Regions from separate parts of the Sus scrofa genome. Here region 2 is linked to region 1. A link is a contact called in public Hi-C data. All regions are on one chromosome and are shown on one strand. Each heading gives the region's core, a stretch centred on a gene start, on an enhancer-like site or on the middle of the called end of the contact. The rest is flanking DNA. Distances are from core to core; before and after follow the strand shown.

Evidence for each region. Hi-C and Micro-C count contacts between places; a contact is called where the count stands out from the background.
Region 2: a Hi-C map of liver shows a contact between it and region 1, with 5 times the contacts expected there. The contact joins the enhancer-like site here to the promoter of HABP4 in region 1. A contact is called at or near these places in 1 of 5 promoter capture datasets (liver), 12 of 47 Hi-C or Micro-C datasets (alveolar macrophages, embryonic fibroblasts, fetal heart ventricle and 5 more) and 1 of 2 datasets of contacts at active chromatin or transcription factors (skeletal muscle).

Annotation. Positions count from the first base shown.
Region 1 is chr10:25,633,126-25,637,957 of Sscrofa11.1, reverse strand. It overlaps HABP4 (hyaluronan binding protein 4), which reads left to right and starts at 1,958. Exons shown (of 8, transcript NM_001244681.1): 1 at 1,958-2,412. The coding sequence starts at 2,049.
Region 2 is chr10:25,778,379-25,783,210 of Sscrofa11.1, reverse strand. It overlaps SLC35D2 (solute carrier family 35 member D2), which reads right to left. Exons shown (of 10, transcript NM_001244362.1): 7 at 4,196-4,263. Among named protein-coding and RNA genes, the nearest start is that of HSD17B3, 42 kb to the left of the region's middle. Within about 2 kb of position 2,945, at least 2 of the 83 cell types and tissues checked have an H3K27ac peak or open chromatin away from gene starts, as enhancers often do. A contact at or near this core is called in liver, where this site is marked.

The DNA of each region.
Region 1 (4,832 bases), core at 709-3,208:
CCTTGGCATATGGAAGTTCCCAGGCTAGGGACTGGACCAGAGCTACAGCTGCCAGCCTATGCCACAGCTACAGCAATGCCAGATCTGAGCTTCATCTGAAAACTACACTGCAGCTTGTGGAATTTTGGGATCCTTAACTCACTCAGCAAAGCCAGGAATGGATACTAGCTGGAATCTTTTTTTTTTTTTTTTTTTTTGCTTTTTAGGGCTGCACCTGCAGCATACGGGAGTTCCCAGGCTAGGGGTCGAATCAGAGCTGCTGCCAGCCTACACTACAGCCGAAACAATGTACGATCCGAGCCATGTCTGCGACCTACACCATAACTCATGGCAACGCCAGATCCTAATCCACTGAACCAAGCCAGGGATACTAACTAGTCAGGTTATTAACTTACCAAGCCACAACTGGAACTCCTCTAGTTGGGTTCTTAACCTGCTGAGCCACAAGAGGCACTCTTTTTGGCCAAATATTAATCTATTGCACCATATTTTGTTTATTCATTCATCAGTTGATATACTTTGTTTGTTTCTACATTTTAGCTATTGTGAGTAGTGCAACTATGAAGATCAGTTACAAGTTTTTGTTTGAACACCTGCTCCTCTTTTAGATTAAAAAAAAAAAATAGGCTTTTAATCATAAACCTCCACTGACTCCAAGAAGGAGAAGACCAGCTACCTTAAAATCTTCAGTCATTCAACAAATATTTCCTGAGAACCTACTGTACAGCTACCTAGAATGCTAAGCACTGGGGATATAAGTTGCAATGAATACGACAGACATCATCCCTGTCCTACTCCTTGTGAATGACAGAAAATTGAATAAGTGAGTAAAACACAGACCTGGCAGCAGTTTTAGGATTAAGAGTTCTTTTTCCATTTGCTATTAAAGGACAGCAAAAGCTGGTAATGACCCACCTAAGCAAGATGCTGTAGCAGAATGCTTTTGGATACAAGAAACAAGTATAACGAAGACTAGTTTAAACAATAATGGCATTTGCTGTCTTACAGAATAAGTCTGAGGCAGGTAGATTCCGGACCGTGGTTAAGTCAGCAGCAGCACATCATCAAGGAACAAGGTTTTCTCCATCATTCTGCTCTGCCACCCTCACTGTCACAATAAGGGCCAGCAACTCCAAGCATCATGTCCCCCTCACATAACATGGACCAAAAAACAGAAGTGGAAAGATGACAGATCCCTTCCCAACCCTTTTTAGGTACCAGAAAAATGTTCCTCCAAGAAATCCTCCGGAAGACTCACCCACGGTTTGTTCTGCCAGATTTGCACCACATGCCTATACCTCACCAGTCAGGCCCTCCCCTAACTCTGCAAACTGGTTCACTGAGTTTGAATGGGTTGTGCTTCACCCCAGCTCAAGATTCCAGGACTTGCCTTTGCTCCTGGCCCTTGTCATCCTTCAGATCTCAGCTTAACCATCATTTCCCAGGGAAAGTCTTTTCAGGCTTCTTAATTAGGTCAGGTCCCTTTGCTATAGGATCATAGAGAAGTATGGGCCTTTCTTTTAGAGCACTTTTCTGCCTATAGACTGTAAGATCCACGAAAACAAGGAGCTAATATCTCCTACAACATAATGTCTGGCACATATAGTGTCCACTGTGTAGTTGTTGAATGGCTCAACCAATATATAAACTTCAAAGAAGAGTGGCCGATGATGAATTCAGGGAGAACGCAAATAATGGCTAGGATCCACCCTCATAGCCCAGCTGCCTAGCTCCGCCCCTTGGGCCCCACCCCTCCCTGCCGAGTCGTGGGGCGGGGCATAGAGGTCGCATGACGTGACAGCAGCCAGTCGCTGATTGGGTTTCCAGTCGTGCCGGCTAGGAAAGGGGGCGTGTCCGCGTGCGCTGATTGGCTGTCTGGTAGCGGCTGGGCGGGCGGCGGCGGCGGCGCGGGGGCGGGCGCTGGGAGGGACGGGACTGGGCAGGGCAGGGAGGGCAGTAGCTGCGGGTAGGATGGGTCCTCGCCGCCGGCTTCGTTGAGACTTGCTCGCGTGGGCTGCCCTCGGCGGGCCCGCAGTGGCCGCGGCGGCATGAAGGGCGCTCTGGGGAGTCCTGTGGCCGCGGCCGCCGCAGGCGCCGTGATGCAGGAGAGTTTCGGCTGCGTAGTGGCCAACCGCTTCCACCAGCTGCTGGACGACGAGTCAGACCCGTTCGACATCCTGCGCGAGGCCGAGCGCCGGCGCCAGCAGCAGCTGCAGCGCAAGAGGCGCGACGAGGCGGCGGCGGCGGTGGCAGCGGGGACCGGCAACCGCGGTGGCAGGAGCCCGGCTGGGGCTTCGGGCCACAGACCCGGCGCGGGCGGCGGCCGGAGGGAGTCCCAGAAGGAGCGCAAGAGCCTCCCGGCCCCCGGCGCACAGCAGCCGGACAGCCCCGGGGGCGGCCCGCAGCCGCCTGGTACGTGCGCCCCGCCCGGCACCTGGGCGGCCCGTGGTGGGCGCGGTGGGCAGGAGGGAAAGGAGAATGGGGTCAAGGAGGTCACCCTTCCTCAGCTCCCTCACGATCCCCCGCTGCGAGACTGGGGTCCCTGGAACCTGTTCAGAAAGAGCAAGGGGCTCTGGAAAGAGTTGGCTGGAGTTGAGGGTCCTTGTGGCCCAGGAAGGTGGGGGAAAGGACGGGAATCGGGGGTGTCACGCCACTTCTGGCCTTTTTTAGTCCCTTCTGGGGGCAAGGGAGAGTGCAAGCTTGGAATAGGGGGTTTCAAAACCCTGCGGCTGAGCCTTTACAAGTTGGCCAAAGTTGAGGACTATTTCTGGGGTTGAGGTGTAGGGGCGAACACTGGGGTCGCTGCCCTGGGGCTCTCAAATATAGAACTAGCCGGGACCTTCTCCATCCTCCAGCCTAACCTCTGCAAGATTCTCATCGGGAGGTAGAAAGAAAAGGGTGGTGGGAAGGGGAGAGGAGCGCCCCTCTTAAGGAGGATGGAGAAGGGCGCAACCCGGCCCTTTGGGAGTGGCTGCGAGAGCCCGGGACGTGTGAAGGATCTCCGGGGTGAGGGGCTGGATCCTCTGTGATGGAGGGAAGGCCCGAGTGACCGCGGGGGCGGGCTGTGACGTCAGGGCCGCCAGCGGAATGCGGCGGGGGTGGCCGCGGGGTCCCCGGCGCCTTCCAAGTTCTGTGCCTTCACCCATCCTTCTTAGGATAGCTTCCAGCAGTCGTCCGGTACGTTTTCAAGGCAGCAAGCAGTGTTGATGGGTTGTGTAACTTGTGATTAACTCTGACTGCCTTAAGAAGAGCGTTTTTAATTTTTTCAACACGAATATTCAAAGTTCCCCACAACCTGCTTAGCCAGAACGGCCAGTGCAATGGTATACTACTGTCTGCATTCAGGGATGGTGGGTGCCCAAGTGTCCTTTCTCACCTGAACTGCATCAGTGGCAAAGTCTCCAGGACTCCCCCTGTTTCTTCTAGGACTCGAAGGCATTTGGTGCTAAGGTTTCCCAAAAAAAGAGTGTTAAGACCATCCGAGCCAGTGTTTGGCAGTGTATTCCACTGGGCTTTACTGGCTTGTTCCTTGCTTGATAAAAAGTGTGCAGCCCAGCCCTAAGTGAACAACTCCTGATTTCAGCGTTGGGGCTTTGCGTCTTGCAACTAGGTAATGTTTCCCTTTATCTGTGCGAAGTTTAATCGGGCAGTATCTCTTGAGAATCAGAAAATTAAGTCACTGTAGTAAAGCTTATATAGACAATCATAGAGAAGATTAAAAAGAAAATTATTTGAAATACTATTGGCTATCCTGAGACCCCTTGGTAGGCCAGTACATTTATGAGCCTATTTAAAACAATGAGACGAGATATAGTGTACATTTAGTATTATGTTCTATTTTTTCTCTGAAATCTATTGCAATAACTATCATAATAATGAAAATTGAGAAAGGCTAAGCTTTATTTTTTTAACAAATGAAAATATGTGTTTTATCTTTAGTGCAAAACTGAATTTAGTTCTCGGTCAAAATATTGCTTTTTAACCTTTTTACTCTTAAAAATGCCATGCATTTTATTAAAATCTTAAACAATTAAGAAATATATGAAGTGAAAATCCCATATTTTTCTTAGCGTTAACAGCTTGCCTTTACATAAACGCACAAAACTATTTCCTTTTTTTCTAAATTTAGATGCTTTAAACTGGATTGCAACCTGCATTGAGTATTATGATCTAGTACATTTATATCTTACTAAACTAATAAACTTATTAATTTAGCATTGTAATCTAGTATGTTTATAACTTTTTCTTTCATTTGTTTTTGATCCAAGTGACCTGGCTTTAGTGATCTATATTAAATAACATTAGTTAATTTTGTAGTTAGAATGAAAATTTTGTAATTCTAGTTCTTGGTCAAGCATGTGATATTTCAGGAGCAAATGGATCATTAATTTCTATTTATGTAGTTACCGTACAGAGTTTATTTGTGATGGAGGTTAGAGAGTTACTCTCTCAAGTTTTTTTTGTAGCCCCAACTGATACCGACTATACTTTTCCAACACTTAGAATGTTTTAATTTAGTTAGAATATTATAAGTGAATTCTTAGTGTAGGCAAGAATCAAAGGCAAGACACATTTGACATGTAACAGAAGCATTAATCTTAAAAGAATGTGAAAATCGTAAGATCTTTCCCACAGAAACGGAAATTTTTAATGTCCTTCACTATTTAACAATATACATAGACCCTTGGGTGAGCCCTGAGAACAAAAATTCATTCTTGAAGTCCTCTGAAACAGCGTTGCTTTTCCTGGACTTTCAGAACTATTCTAAGTCAAAGCTCAACTTTATTTTGGGGGAAATCTCACTGTAAATTTTTATTATATGTTGTCCCTTC
Region 2 (4,832 bases), core at 1,696-4,195, 140 kb before region 1:
TTAAATGCTTGATTTTTTTTAATTCCCTAAGATGTAAATGAGACTGATTCATAGTAGACTATTTAGGAAATTTCTATCAGCTAAACTTGAGTTAACAAACCATTCATCAAAAAATGAATGTAGGACTTCCCGTCCTGGCTCAGTGGTTAACCAATCTGACTAGGAACCATGAGGTTGCAGTTTGATCCCTGGCCTTGTTCATGGGTTAAGGATCCGGCGTTGCTGTGAGCTGTGGTGTAGGTTGCAGACGCAGCTCGGATCCTGAGTTGCTGTGTCTCTGGCGTAGGCCGGCGGCTACAGCTCTGATTAGACCCCCAGCCTGGGAACCTCCATATGCTGCGGGAGTGGCCCTAGAAAAAGGCAAAAAGACAAAAAGGCAAAAAAAAAAAAAAAAAAAGAAAGAAAGTGAATATTCCTATTAACACAAAAATTACTAGCTTTATAAATACAGCAACAGCATTTATAAATTGGCTTAAGAGGGACTTCCCTGGTGATCGTTGGTTGGGACTCAGCGTTTTCACTGCTGCAGCCTGGTTTGATCCCTGGTCCAGGAACTGAGATTACACGTCAAGCCTCTACACACCATGCCCCCCTCCAAAAAAAGTGTACAATTAAAAAAAATTTTTTAAATAAAAATAATAAATGACTTAAGAAAATCTGGGTTTTTTTTTTTACAATTTTAATAAATTCAACATTAATTTAAGAGCCTTAGGGAACGGTAAATAATCCTATGCATGCATAAAATGAACATCAACTTGATATTACTTGGCTCCATGTTCTGCTGGGCCTGGAGTATATAACCTCAGCATCTATCCTGGAGGAGCTAAGAGTCTAATAAAATAACAGAGATTACAGCTCATGGGAGGGGCCCAACCTAATTTCCAGGACACAGAAAAGCTCCCTGCAGGCTTCCTACACTGGAGTGCAGTTTTAAACCCAGCACAATCACAGATGTCCTTTATGTTCTAGTTTTGCTTAAAATTTTCGACTCCAGTGTCCTCATCATGCAATGTTTTCTTCGTTCTACATTTTTGTGAAAGCACCTTGGCCAATCTCCATCCACCATGAGTGTGGGCAACCAGGACACTCAGCCACCAGCTGGGCTGCGCGAGGGGAGGCGTCCCTGTCTGCAGCCTCCTGGGGGGTCTGAATTAGCAGCAACCCTCTTAAGTGACGGAGGACATCTGGTACAGGAACAGCCACCTTCTGCTGACAGAAAGGCTGCACTGCTTCGTCTACCCACAGGGTGTCCCTAGAGAGGTTAACTGCAAAATGACTAGGATCAAAGTATATTAAAAATTTTTTTTCTAAGAAACAATCTATTTCTATATACAAATATGTACCTATACAGTCCTTTGGCTAAGATCAAGTTTCTGAACTAAGAGACCCTCCACTTTTAACGTCAAAAATGCCAACCTCCACGTGACAGTTTTGATTTTAGCATCTGTGGATTACAAAGATGCAAACAGGAGTTCCCATCCTGGCTCAGCGGTTAACGAATCCAGCTAGGAACCATGAGGTTGTGGGTTCGATCTCTGGCCTTGCTCAGTGGGTTAAGGATCCGGCATTGCTGTGAGCAGTGGTGTAGGTTGCAGACGCAGCTCGGATCCCACGTTGCTGTGGCTCTGGCATAGGCCGGCGGCTACAGCTCCAATTCGACCCCTAGCCTGGGACTCTCCATATGCTGCAGGAGCGGCCCTAGAAATGGCAAAAAGACAAAAAAAAAATAAATAAAATAAAATAAAAAATTAAATTAAATTTAAAAACACAAAGATATTACCAAGGATGTGGGGGAGTGGAATAGCCTGGGAGTTTTGGGTTAGTAGATGCAAACTATTGCATTTGGAGTGCATAAGCAATGAGATCCTGCTGTATAGTACAGGGAACTGTATCCAGTCACTTGTGATGCAGCATGATGGAAGATAATATAAAAAAAAGAATGTATGTATATGTATAACTGGGTCACTTTGCTATACAGCAGAAATTGACAGAACACTGTAAATCAACTTTAATAAAAAAAAAATAAAATGTAAACTCCCAGACAAAAATAAATAAAAATAAAATAATTTTTAAAAGCATTGCTGAATGCTCAGTAGCTTTGTGCCCTTCTATACTCTTTAAAATCGTACTTATCATCTGAGTACCTTTGAAAAATAATGGCACATACAAATGACACACATTTATTCTGACAACAGATGCCAGCTGGTGTTTTGGCTTATAAGGGCCTCAAGGGATGGCGGTGCCCATGTGGAAACCCCTGGACCAGAACCCTTGTTCAAAGGTTTCTTCCTGTTTCTGAAAATAACACCAAAAAAATAACTGATTAACCCAAAGCTGGATGGCACACTCATGGCAGTCACAAGCAGAACTCAAAGGCCCTTGTTGCTCGTTACCATTCCATGTACAAGCATATAAAAGAAATCCAACACAAATGTTCAGATAATAAAAGGCCACGTGAATACTCCCACCAACCACATTTTTCTCTCATTTCAGATTTCAAAGGCTTTTAAGTAATCTCATCTTGCTCATCTCTGCTAAGAATTCACTCTCATCCAAGACCTCAGTGGTGTGCCAAGGAAGCCAGAGCCATGGGATAAAAATGATTCATTCTCCTGGAACATCCATTTTACACTATAATTTGGGGTGTTGGAAAATGATGGGCGTGTCTGCACTCTGAAGTCTCTGTCACCCCTTTACTCAAGCAATGAGCAGAAGCCTGGTTTGTCTTGGACCCTACGTCTTGGCAGTAACAATAAAGGTTCAAAGAACAGAACCTTTTTTTATGCTGAGAGTGGGGAAATTGATACTTTTGTGTTTCTATTAAGGAATATATTACTGCTTCATTGGAATCAAAGAGGCTGCTACTGGGGCAGAAACATTAGGATAATTGCCTCCAGGGCCTGGGAGCTGGTGCCAGCTGCTGGTGTGAATGAACCAGAACCTATCTGTCGTTTCTTGGCAAGATTCAAAAGACTAGCAGAGCTGGCTTTTTTAAATCGAGTTTGTCAACTTCAATGTCACTTATTTTACCTTTGCCCGCATTAAATTATCACGGCTCCCACAATCCAGTTTACCTGACCGATCCAATTTCATCTCATTATAGATAGGCTTTGTTTACAAACTCTTAATTACAAACAGCATTTCTTAAAGCTGAGTCCTTCCCCATACCTCAAAAGTCTGCCTTTTTCACCATTTCACTGGCATCTTCACATACATTTTTAAAGGGTCATAATTTTTAAATTATATTTTCAACTACGGATAAAGGTTTGGTGGTCAGAAAAAAACAAGACTGAAATGCAAACTTGAAAGCAGTGAAAATAAGAAAGGAGCTGAGAGAAGAGTCCTATGGAGTCAAGGGTTGGGATGTGCACACGTTACCCTGAGGCATTCCTTGAGCACAAATCACAGAGAGAGGACAGCTCAAGTCCAGTGGCAGCTGGTCTGAAAGCCAAGGATGTGCTCAGAAGCTCGCAATGGCTTCGATCACTGTGACTGGTAACCATGAGGCTGCAGGTTTGATCCCTGGCCTTGCTCAGTGGGTTAAGGATCCGGTATTGCTATGAGCTGTGGTGTAGGTTGCAGACTCTACTCGGATCCTGCATTGCTGTGTCTCTAGCATAGGCCGGCGGCTACAGCTCCAATTAGACCCCTAGTTTGGGAACCTTCATATGCCAAGGGAGCAGCCCTAGAAAAGGCACAAAGACAAAAAAAAAAAAAAAAAAGACACAAGCTGTATAGCCTCTCAATGGGAAGGTATACCTAAGGAAAATTCTAAGAAAAGCCTAAAATTATTGGGCAAGATAATGGGCCTCACCATCTCTTCTCAGAAAACACTCTGGGAATAACAGGGACAACACTACAGAAAGTGTGTTGTTATTTCCACAACCTTATGTGAGGGAAAGATCTCAGGAAACTTGGGACATTGTGACAAAGACAAAAAGCACATTCAAATTGGATAGGTAGCTGACTTCAGTTCAAATTAACTTTCAGAAGTCAATAGGCAACATCCTATTTTGGAGCTCACATGTAGCATAGGGTCCCATCAACTTACTCTTCTGGAAAGGAGGGGTACTTTCCCGAAAAAGTCAGAGAAAACACAAGCAAAGGGATTTTACCAGGGTAGACAGAGTGCATATTTTGATTTGACTTGTCAAGAGATACCATAGACAAACGCTTCTCATCTATGGTTTCTTACCCCAAAAAGCAGGAAAGAAGAAACTGTATGATAAATAGAACATTCTTCCATTGGTTGAATTCAGTGGCCTATCATCAAAAAGAAAACTAATGGTTAGATTAATAACACTGGTTTTATCAATTTGTACAGGCTAGAACAGGAACCACTTTTCCAAACAGAAAATGCAGTTTCAAAATTCCTGGGTAAGGATTTCCCACTGTAGCTCAGCTATAACAAACCCAACTAGGATCCATGAGGATGTAGGTTCAATCCCTGGCCTCACTCAGTGGGTTAAGGATCCAGCATTGCCACAAGCTGTGGTGTAGGTTGCAATAGACCTGGAGTTGCTGTGGCTGTCTGTGATGGAAGCTGGCAGCTGAAGCTCCAATTTGATCCCTAGCCTGGGAACTTCCATATGCTACAGGTGCAGCCCTAAAAAGAAAAACAAAAAAATCTTGGAGTTCCTGTCGTGGCTCAGTGGTTAACGAATCCGACTAGGAACTATGAGGTTGTAGGTTTGATCCATGGCCTTGCTCAGTGGGTTGGGGATCCGGCGTTGCCATTAGCTGTGGTGTAGGTTGCAGATGCGGCTCACAGCAACGCCAGATCCTTAACCCACTGAGCAAGGCCGGGGATCGAACCTGCATCCTCATGGATA